Linked DNA regions of Gossypium hirsutum: region 2 is linked to region 1. Evidence: chromatin contacts called from public Hi-C data. All regions are on one chromosome and are shown on one strand. Each heading gives the region's core, a stretch centred on a gene start, on an enhancer-like site or on the middle of the called end of the contact. The rest is flanking DNA. Distances are from core to core; before and after follow the strand shown.

What was found. A called contact is a pair of places that touch in the nucleus more often than the background predicts.
Region 2: a Hi-C map of hypocotyl shows a contact between it and region 1, with 2.3 times the contacts expected there. The contact joins two enhancer-like sites. A contact is called at or near these places in 4 of 34 Hi-C or Micro-C datasets (callus, hypocotyl, leaf and 1 more).

Annotation. Positions count from the first base shown.
Region 1 is chrA12:48,918,135-48,923,761 of Gossypium_hirsutum_v2.1, forward strand. No RefSeq gene overlaps it. Among protein-coding and RNA genes, the nearest start is that of LOC121210789, 14 kb to the left of the region's middle. Within about 2 kb of position 3,152, at least 5 of the 9 cell types and tissues checked have an H3K27ac peak or open chromatin away from gene starts, as enhancers often do. A contact at or near this core is called in hypocotyl, where this site is marked.
Region 2 is chrA12:49,007,981-49,013,703 of Gossypium_hirsutum_v2.1, forward strand. No RefSeq gene overlaps it. Among protein-coding and RNA genes, the nearest start is that of LOC121211386, 23 kb to the right of the region's middle. Within about 2 kb of position 1,826, at least 2 of the 9 cell types and tissues checked have an H3K27ac peak or open chromatin away from gene starts, as enhancers often do. A contact at or near this core is called in hypocotyl, where this site is marked.

The DNA of each region.
Region 1 (5,627 bases), core at 1,902-4,401:
CTTACACCATTGTAAAATGTAAAACTAAAGTGGTTTAACACACTTTCATAATTTTTTATACTACAATTATTTTAACATTCCAACTGTTATATTTCATACTCTATTCATGTAGATCATGCATGTCAAGTTTCACATAAATTGAAAAATTTTAAGTAGTTGTTGTATGTAAAAAGAAACTTTAAACCATTAAATATATATTAATATAGACAATATTTTAAATCGATATGATAGAGATATCAGATCAATCTAAAATTTACATGTATAACTAGTACAAATATCTTGATAAATTAGAAGATTAGATTATTTAAGGGGGAGGGATCCACTTACATGGTGTAAAAACTAAAGTAGTTTTACGTACTTCCGTAACTATTTATATGATTAATATTTTAGTGATCTAACCGTTGAATTTATCAATATAATTGTATTTGTCATGCATGTAAATTTTCGAAATGATCTGATATTTTTATCATATCGATATAAAATACTTTATATATTAATATATATATTCAATTGTTGAATTTTTTTACATAAAAAAAAGTTAGAAGTTTTAAATTTACATCAAATTTGACATGCATGATCTACATGAATAGACCATAAAATATAATGGTTGAATCATTAAAATATTAACCATATAAATAGTTATGAAAGTGTGTAAAACAATTTTATTTTTTGTATTGTGTAAGTAGATCCATCCTATTTTTTAAATATTAATTGTATAAAAATGAGGAAATGGTGGACAACCATTGAATCCCTCCATAATGTACAAATATGGTATATTCTCAATATTTTTTTTTGACGTAAACACCGAGAGATTTATTAGAAATAAAAAAAATAAAGAGTCAAATACAAAAAACCAAACAAATGATAAAACTAATAAACCAACCTTAGCTGTAAAGCACTACAGAGGAAAAACAACTTAACTCTCGGTAAAACTTAGTGGGAAAGATGGAACGACAAATCAATACCCACTTCTATCTCAACAGCAGATCAAGAAAAACCCAAAAATTTCTCCAGCCAAAAACCCCACACAGAGCACCCTTCAAGACTAAGAAGTCATGCCCACAAGATCTCTGGCCAAGTAAACTTCTGCCACTACCGGTAAGTCCTGTACCCAGAAACTATCTTCCGAAATCAACATCCTCTCTTTTGCTAACATATGAGCCACCATGTTCGCTCGTCTGTCAACATGCTAAAAGGAAATACACTGAAAAGAACTTGCTTGTATCTTTATTTCTTCGATGTAAGTCCTCATGTCTGAAAAATCTGGAAGAACTTGGTTTATTTTAGCAATCGTAGTTCTAGAATCACCCTCATTTGCACATGAGTAAAACCCATATCCCTAGCGAAATCCAGAGCCTGAAGGCAGGCTATAGCCTCAGCAGTGAACGAATCTGAGACAAACTTATTAAAAATGGTTCCGTATCCCATCACCTGACCCCTAGAATTTCTGATAATAAAACCAGAAGATGACTGACGAAGAGTTATTCTAAATGCAGCAACGAAATTTACCTTAACAAAAGGTTCTTGAGGAGGCATCCAAATGGGATTCATTTTGTTCACCGGAGCAGGTATTCTCTCTTTCAACTTACACATCTCCTTTATAATACTGAAAGTAAGAGAGCAGATATCTTCGGCTGATTGTCGCTTTCCCTCCATTGTGCGTTTATTTCGGGCTTGCCAGAGTGCCCAGGCTGTGGTTGTAGCAATTTCACCAAAATCATGCCTTCTGTCTTGAAAAACCAAGTTGAGCTAGGTACAAAAATCCATACTCTCATTGAAATTTGACTAGTCAACTCCCATTGATTGCCAAACATCTTTCGCAGGTCCACAAACTAGGAGAGTATGCATGAAATTCTCCGAGGCTTCACCATAGCTAGGGCAACTTGGGGAAGAGCTAAAACGTCTATTGTATAGATTAACAGTAGCAGGAATATAATCTTTTGTAAATCGCCAAACAGCGATTCTGATCTTTGGGGGAAGATTTAATTCCCAAATATTTTTGTAAACTCCTGAAGAGTCAGTATTCATAGCGTCTTCAACCCGCGAACCAACAAGACAGCGATACCCACTACGAACCGTATACCTGCCAAAGTTATCAGCAAACCACACCATTCTATCTTTAGAGTTGTAAACCGAAAGAGGAATGCAACAGATTACAATAGCTTCCAAAGGGGTAAAACACCTACTATTTAAATCCACTTTCCAGGACTTAGTAGAATAATCAATAAGCTCTGACACTTTGTCAAACATGCTGTTTGCAGGAGTAGCGTGAATTTTTCCCCCTGCCCAACGAGGTAACCAACAATCTTGCAAAATTGATATTTGGGAACCTGATCCCACTTTCTAGCCCAAACCATCTTCTAAAACCTTTCTGGCCGCAAAAATACTCTTCCAAGTATACGACGGATTAGTGCCTAATGTGACATTCCAAAATGAGGTATGGGGATAGTACCTAGCTTTATAAATACGTCCCAATAAAGAATTCAGATTAGTAACTAACCTCCAACCTTGTTTCGCTAAAAAGGCAATATTAAACTTGCCAAGATCCCTAAAACCCATACCACCACAATTTTTAGGGATACTGAGATTAGCCTAGTTACACCAGTGCATTCCATTTCAAGTTGAACTTTTTTGCCACCAAAACCTACTCATGATACTTTCAAGCTTCATACGCAACGTCTTAGGAAACAGGAAACACAACATCGAGTATGTAGAAATAGCTTGAAGGACCGTTTTAATAAAAACTTCTTTTCCACCTTGAGAAAGAAGTCTATCTCCCCAACTCTGAACTTTCATCCTCATCCTATCACAAATATGTTGAAACACATCCTTCTTTTTCCTCCCAACCATCGTAGAGAGACCCAAATATCTTTCCATACATAGTGATCGCCGAACTCCTAACATCTGCACCAAACGACTACAAGAAATATCAGAGACATTTGAGCTGAAGAAAATCTGTGACTTATCAAGGTTTATCTTCTGCCTTAACGCAGTTTCATAACGTTTCAAAATATCCATCAAAACCCGCCCTCCTGTATCGTTTGCATCGCCAAAAATAATACTGTCATGAACAAAAAATAGGTGAGTGACAGCAGGGCTTCCTCTACAAACTTTCACCCCTCTTAAGTTGCATGTCTGAACAGCAGAATCTAATAAAGCTGATAAGCCCTCCGTACAAATCAGAAAAAGGTAGGGGCTTAAAGGATCCTCTTGATGTAGTCCACTTTGAGGGAAAAAATTCTCACTCGAGGACCCATTGAAATTGACAGTATAAGACACCAAGGAGATACAATAAATTATCAAACTAATCCATTCCGACGCAAAACCCATATGCTTCATCATTCCTTCTAAAAAACCTCATTCCACTCTATCGTAAGCTTTGCTCATGTCAAGCTTTAACGCAAAAAAACCTTTTTTTCCCTTTTCTCCTCTTTTTCAAAGCATGTAAAATTTCATATGCCACAAGGACATTATCTAAGATTAGTCTACCCGGCACAAACGCTCCTTGAGCATGATCAATGCATTGGTCCAAAACCAATTTCAATCTATTAGCAATGGTCTTAGAAATTATTTTGTATAAGACTGAACATAGACTAATAGGGCGAAATAGAGACATCATATCTGCATCACTTACTTTGGGAATGAGAATAATCTTGGTAGAATTAACTTCATGAAGTGAAGTCTCCCTATTAATGACTTGTAAACAAAACTTCGCTACATCCTGTCCGATTTTGTGCCAGAACTTTTGAAAGAAAATAACATGAAAACCATCAACTCCTGGCACTTTAGTCGGCTCTATCTCCCAAAGAGCCTCTCTGATTTCCTCAACCTTGAACTCACGCAATAGTTTTTCATTCATAGATGGAGACATTCTTGAGGAAACTCCTCCATACGTATTATCATCATCCCTCTGCCAAGAACTAGTAAATAATTCCTTAAAATAGCTGACTGTCGTCTTCATCATCTCATCTTCCTCAGTAATAACCGAACCATCCTCACATTTGAGTCTCATGATCTTATTCATACGGCGTTTGTTAGAAGTAAGACTGTGGAAAAATTTTATATTATGATCCCCATTCTTAAGCCAATTAGATCGGGCCTTCTGTTCCTAGTACATTTTGGTTTTATCTATTTCCAGATTAAGATCTAGCTTAGCTTCAATAATTTCCTCCAAGGTCTCGTCATTAGGAGGGGTGTTGTCAAGAGTATTCAATCTGCTTTTAAAAGAAATCACTTTACCATATTTCTCCCTCCTAATCCTCATTGCCCATCTACTGAGACCTTTGCCAACAGCATGGAGACGCTTCGGAACATTAAGATGCTTATTCAATTCTCACAAAAACTTAACTTCAGCATAACATGACTTCCAATAACCATATTTTTTCAAATCGGAAATCTCGATTCTTAACTACATATTTATCATTAGCAAAAAAAATCAGAATCAAGGAAAATAGGGCAATGATCCGAAGTCGAATTTGGTAAATGAACAAGCTTATAATTAGAGAAAGAATTATACCATTGGAAATTCGCAACTCCTCTATCTAATCTTTCTCGAATATTGGTAGACTCAAAATTCCCCCTTTCCCAAGTATACCAACGACTGGTAACCAAGATCCGTGAGTCCACAATAATCCAAAGCATCTCTGAAAGCTTCAATTTGTTTTTCCCCTCTAAGTCTTCCTCCACATTTCTCTTGATTAGATAATATTTCATTAAAATCACCCAACACGACCCATGCTTCCGAAAAATTATGACTGAGGTTTCTAAGCAGATTCCAAGAACCAATTCTATCTCTAACATCAGGAGCTCTGTAAAACTCAGTAAGACGCCAATCAGGTCTATTTTTGTTATTAATGACCATAACATCAATGCAATTGTCATTATAACCCAATTGTCGAATATCAACCTCATTAGTCCATCCAACAGAAAGACTACCCCTAGTACCATTGGCCGCAACCTCAATTCCATTCTGATACCTGAACTTTCTCCTTATTCTTTCCATTCTACTTCTATCAACTTTAATTTCCATAAAGAAAAAAATATGGGGGCGATTTTTTTCAGAAAATGCTGAACACGTCGGACCAACCATGGATTCCCCAGTCCACGGACGTTCCAACTTAAAATTTTCATAATATTCGGCTGACCCGCTCCCCAGGTTCAGCTGATATCTCATTTTGATAAAAGTTCGTCCGTTCCCTATGCCTTTCAGAAGAATCGCTTTGAATTGCAACTTCCTGCACAAAATTGGGCCTCAATTTTTTTTCCTTCATTGACAAGAATAGGCCCTTCCTCATTCATTGATCCATCATCCATAAAATCCTCTTCATTAATGCTATTGCCTTGGGGGGGAAAAGACTTACCCATCAAGTTTAACCCCAAATTTGCTTCATAAATGCGCATCAAATTAGGAATATGTTGATTCCTAAAATCGCTCCCTGAATTTGATCCTGATGCCCCTGCCATTACTCCCCAATCTGTAACGGAATCCCTAAGCCAAAGACTCCCACCTACCACCGCTCGTCGAGGAAGAGCAATTAAGGAAATATCCCTTCCCATCAGTAAATCTTTACTCCCATGATACATTTGAATCGAACAAAAGCTTTCTCCATGTCCTAGACGTCCACATA
Region 2 (5,723 bases), core at 576-3,075, 89 kb after region 1:
AAATCGCATCTACGATCAAATCCTGACATTCAATGGACCAACATAGATAACAGTACAAATATTTTAATTCTTACAAGTGATGGTCTTTGGAAGTTAAAACACTTTACTTTGATGTCTCCTTATTGAGCTGGAAATAGTTTTATAGGAGTTATTTTTCCTTTTGCTTATGCTTAATCCAAGTGATGAGTAATCAAGAGGCTGTTGATATTGCAAAAAATTTTAAAGACTCACAGAAGGCTTTGAAAGAACTAATTGTGAAAGCAATTAAAAGAGACAGTAAAGATGACATATCTTATGTTGTTGTTAGATTTAGAGGATAGAACTGTTTAGATGAGATTTGCAGTATATACTTGAAATAAGAGTTTGTTTACACAAGTTCAATTTGTGAATCAAACCAACATGAAAATACATACCAAGCACTATGGGGATTAAGGGTTGCACTTCACAAAAAGAACAAAATATAGGATTATCACCCATATAAATTCGTTTTTATCGATTAGGTTTAGATGTTTGATATTGTTTGATTTCTTTATGAAGGTGATTAGGAATTGAATGTATATTGTTATGTTGTGTATAGATGAAGTTGGCTTTGATAATTGGAGTTTTGAGACTTGTAAGAATGGTTGTAGCCAAAATGCAGAAAAAATACAATAAAAAATAACGAATTAGTTATTTTTCTTTGCTTCTCATATTTGATCGTTCAAGGTTTATTTGTTTAAATTGATGGTGACTATTGTTGGCAGAAGTATCTAATCCTCCTCTTCTACAACAATAAATTGTGTGATGTCTTTTTAGTACTATCAAATTGAATGGTATTTACAATGAACTCTGTGTGTAGATGTGTATGTCGTTGCCATGCTTTCATGAACATGAAGGATAATCCAATTTGAGATGAAACTTTGAAATATATATTTTATGAGCTCTTTTGATGCTTGTTTATAGTATAGCATATTGGCTTGGAGTGACTTTCCTTACAGTTATTTGACAAGGGAACAAGTGTTTTAATTTAATTATATAAAAATATAAATGATATATTTATAAAAATGATATTTTAGCACATTAAATATACATTGCAATTTAAAAATGATAATGTAGGTTATAAATTACTTTTATAATATTATATATTATGATTTTTATTAATTCATATTTTTAATAATAATTGTATTAAGAATGTTATTAAATTATATATTATTTTATTAAATTGTATTTAATAATAATTATGTTAAAATATGATTAAATTATTTGTTATTTTTATTAAATTATATATAATAATAATAATTTTATTAAAATTTAATAACAATAATAATAATCATCTACTACAAAAAAAATTGCTAAGGGTACTTTGGTCATTTAAGTTTTTTTCCTTATGACATTACAACATCTATTTCATTCAACCAAATAAAAGAATACTATTACAATTTCATTTCATTCCATTCAACCAAACAACTGAAATACTGATTAAATCTCTATTAAGTTACAGTTCTATTTCATTATAACCCTATTCTATTCCTCCCAACTAAACTTGGAATAAGTCAAATAACACTTTTACTTATTCCGAACTAATTTTATTATTAACTTTAAAAATACAATTTTTTAGAAATATAATTTTATTTATCTATCACAAAAGATAAAATATTAATACCAAAATCAAGTATGTACCATTCTTATAATTAATAATTACTTAATTGAACCAACCAACCGACGATGGAACGTGGACAATGCAACTTGATACGATGATGATTCATTTTGTCTGCAACAGCATATTAATATAATAAACAAGCATTTGATGAAAAGCTGCAGAAGATGACAATGACCACTTGAAAAGCTTTACCCTTACATCAAAATTGTTTGTATTAATCTAACCATCAACCTAATGGTCACTATAATATATTAGTTTATCCTCCAGGCTGACATGTAAAGCCAATTTGAGTGGTTTTTGAGTAAAATTTTAGGTGAACCAAAAGCCTTGATTTAGCTAATCCACTTATCTATGCCATAAAAATTTAAATTTTGGATAATTTTAAACGCGATATAAAATAAAATAAAATTTAATTTCGAATGATACTTTATATACATGTACCTAACTTTTCATAGGGATTTCCACTATAATAACAAGTCTTCATGTATGCAGCTAGCTGTGCTTGATTGATTGATTGATTAATTTTGGTGAGCAACATTGTGCTTTTGGAACCCCACTATCAACATCACCTTCAAGAGTTTGCAGCCAAAACCTAACCATTCATGACTTCATTTGGGGGCATTGTCTTCACCCTTTTCAGTTTGATAATGTAGCTAAACATTATTTATATTTTAGAGATCTCCGAAATAAAATAATAATAATAATAATGAAGATGTATAGCATGCAGCCTGTACATGGTCGCTAGAGTGAAGGCTCGTCTGAAATGTTAGAGAGTTTAAATAAAAATATAAGTTTGAAAAATATATTTGGACAAAAAAATAAGGTTTCGCTTAGAAAAATAGGTCAAGTCTCGGGTAATATTTTTTCGGCTTGGGTTCAACTCGAATACGCAAAAAGAATGTTGTTTTTTAGATGTATTTACTTGTTAAGTTGTATCAATCTTAGTATTATTTAAGTATACATAATTTTTTTAAAAATTTATTTTCAATTTGTTGGGAAACATTTATTTTAATATTTTTAGTATTTTTGATGTATTATATATTTTTTAAAATTTATATAATAAATAATATAAATTTTAATACGACTGGACCGGGTCCAAATTTTAACATTTTTTATCCAATTTGGGCTTAGGCAAAATGTTATGTCCATTTTTCAGCTCAGGCAAAGCCCAAACCTAGCAAATGGGTCTAAGATTTTGGTTTGGCCTAGCCCATGGACACCTCTACATTTGTTGCACAAATTATTTCATTGGTTTAGGCTTTCTTGCTAAATGGTAAATTAAACAAAAATCATAGTAACAAATTCATCACAATTTTAAATAAGTATAATGATTTATTTAGCTCTCAAATTTCATTAAAAAAAATCATTTTAGTCTTTCATTTAATTTTTTGTCTCTTTTAGTCCTTCAACTTGTATTGTTATCAATTTATCCCAAATTGATTGAGAAGTTAATGTATGTTAATTTTGATGTGGCATATTCAACAAATAATTAATATTTAATATTTAAAACTTCAAAAAGAATTTAAAAAATTTTAAAATTTTAAAAAGATATAAAATATTTTTTAAAATAAAAAATTAATTGTTGATGTGGGATATATGTAGCATACACGTGAATGCCGCGTCAGCAAGGGTAATAGACATTAACTTTTCAATCTATTTGGGGTGATTTAACAAACAATGCAAGTTTAAAGGTTAAAAGAGAAAAAAATTAAATGAACGAGTAAAATGGTTTTTTATATAAAATTGGAGGAAAAAAATTATTATGTATTTGTAATATAGTTATAAACTTATATGTAGCCACAATTTTGATATTGACTATTGTAATAAGTTTTTGTATTTATGATCACTTTATTTACATAAGTTTAAATATTCAAATAAACTCTTAAATTTTAATTGATATTCAAATGAATCCTTAAATTTTAATTGACACTCAAATAAGTTGTTAATCTTTAATTTATATTTAAATAAGCTTTTAATCTTTTATTTATATCAAAATAAATTTCTTAATATAAATCAATATTTCATTTGAAATAAGAGTTAATGTAAATGTAAATCAAAGTATTGGAGCTTATTGGACAAAATTTATATTATTTTATGCAGGGTGAAATTAGAAAATTAAATTATAATTTTTTGAGAGATAAAGTGCAATTTATTATTTTACTAATTTATAATTTTATAATTTTTAAAAAAGCCTATTATTTTAGGGGTGAAACTTGAGAATTTTTATTGGGCCAAAATAAAATTAAGGAAAAGGAAAAGAAAAGCTAAAAATATTATTATTTTTTGAAAGGGGCCAAAAGTACAATTTTTTTTTAAAAATTTAATAAAGGGTCATAAAGAAATAAAGTTGAATTATATATATATAATTCAATTAAAGATTAAAATTTAAAGAATTATTTAAGTGTAATAAAATCATAAAAATTTTTAAATTAAAATGATAGAGTTTCAAAAATGTTGTTGTAAATTCATTGATTACATGAACATCACAAAATACAACTTACAGTAATGGGCAATTAAATCTATACTAATAGTAGGGAAAATGAAGAAAATATTGTAATAATTCATGTATAAATTTTATTTTTATTTAAGCCTGATTAAGACATTTTAAAAGAAAGTTAAGGGTTTGTTCTTTTTTCAATCAAAGTTGATATGAAAAGATTGGTTTTTACAATGATTCAAAATAAAAATAATAACCTTGTAATGTAGTTTATTGATTAGTCGAAGACTCAAAAAGATTTTCTTTTTCGTAATTATCAAAATGTGCATCATTAAAGCCCTCCCTAATTCCTTTTTTAAAAATAAAAAATAAAATAATTCAACTTTAATAATAATTATAATTACTAGCCATTAAAGTATTTAAGGAGTCCCTGTAAATCCAAGGTTTCTTTTTAGAATATATCAAATAGTAAATTTATTTAGCAGCTTCTTAGATTATTTAGAAAGAAAAAAGGACAAATTTTAAAATATCCAGATTGGATAATATGTATCATTCTTGTTTTTAAAACACATGTCATTCCCTTGTAATTACAAATATTATCATGCTAGTCCAGGGGCGAAGCCAGAATAATTTTTTAGTTGAGTGAATAAAATTTTAACTTTTTATAGTCTATATCTTTATAATTTTTAAAAAATTAAATCAAATTTTTATAATTTTAAAGATCAAAGTGGAATTTTACCTTTACTAATTTCATGATTGAGTTGTAATTTTTCTTTTCTTCAAAAATAACATGTGCCAACATACAATCAACTCGCCATATGATATCAAGGTTTTTCTCCATGATTTTTTTTTAAAAATTATTTAAAAATCAACCTAATTTTCTAAATAATATTTAGTATATTCCTAAAAAAACATAATCCTTATACAGTATGTTTAATACATTTTACCCCTAAATTTTTTTATTTGTATTTAGTTGATACTTAATTCTTTTTTAATCTAGTTGGTATTTAAATTTGAATTTCGCTTCACAGTTTGATATTTCTTATTAACAACATTAGTTTCACAGTTTGATATTTCTTATTAACAACATTAGTTTGCGTTTATGTGACATTGATAGCCATTCTGATAGTGATAGCCTCTCAAAATACCATGTATCAAATATAAATAAAAAATAAAAAAATCTTTAAAATATATGAATTAATAAAAAATATAACTTTTTTCGCTAAACCTGGATAACTATCTGTCCAGATTCATTCTAGATGTATTTTTTAATAATTTTTATTTAGGTTATAATTATTTTGAAAAACATATAAAATAAAGAATATATACAAATTCTATTGTATTTCAAAAACAAAAATTTTATAATATGTATTTTATAAATTTATAAAAATATATAAATATTACAATTACTAAAAAAACACATCTAGAATGTATATGGATGCAAAATAAATAAATAAATATTTATTTATTTATTTATATTTATGTTTAACATATGATATTTTAGAGGATGTCATATGTTACCACCATATTGACTATCAGTATCATATCAACACAAATAGCAGCGTTAGTGCAGATGTACTAAATTATGTGACAGAATATAAGTTCAAATGATATTATCTAAATAAATGAAAATAAAAATTAAACAAA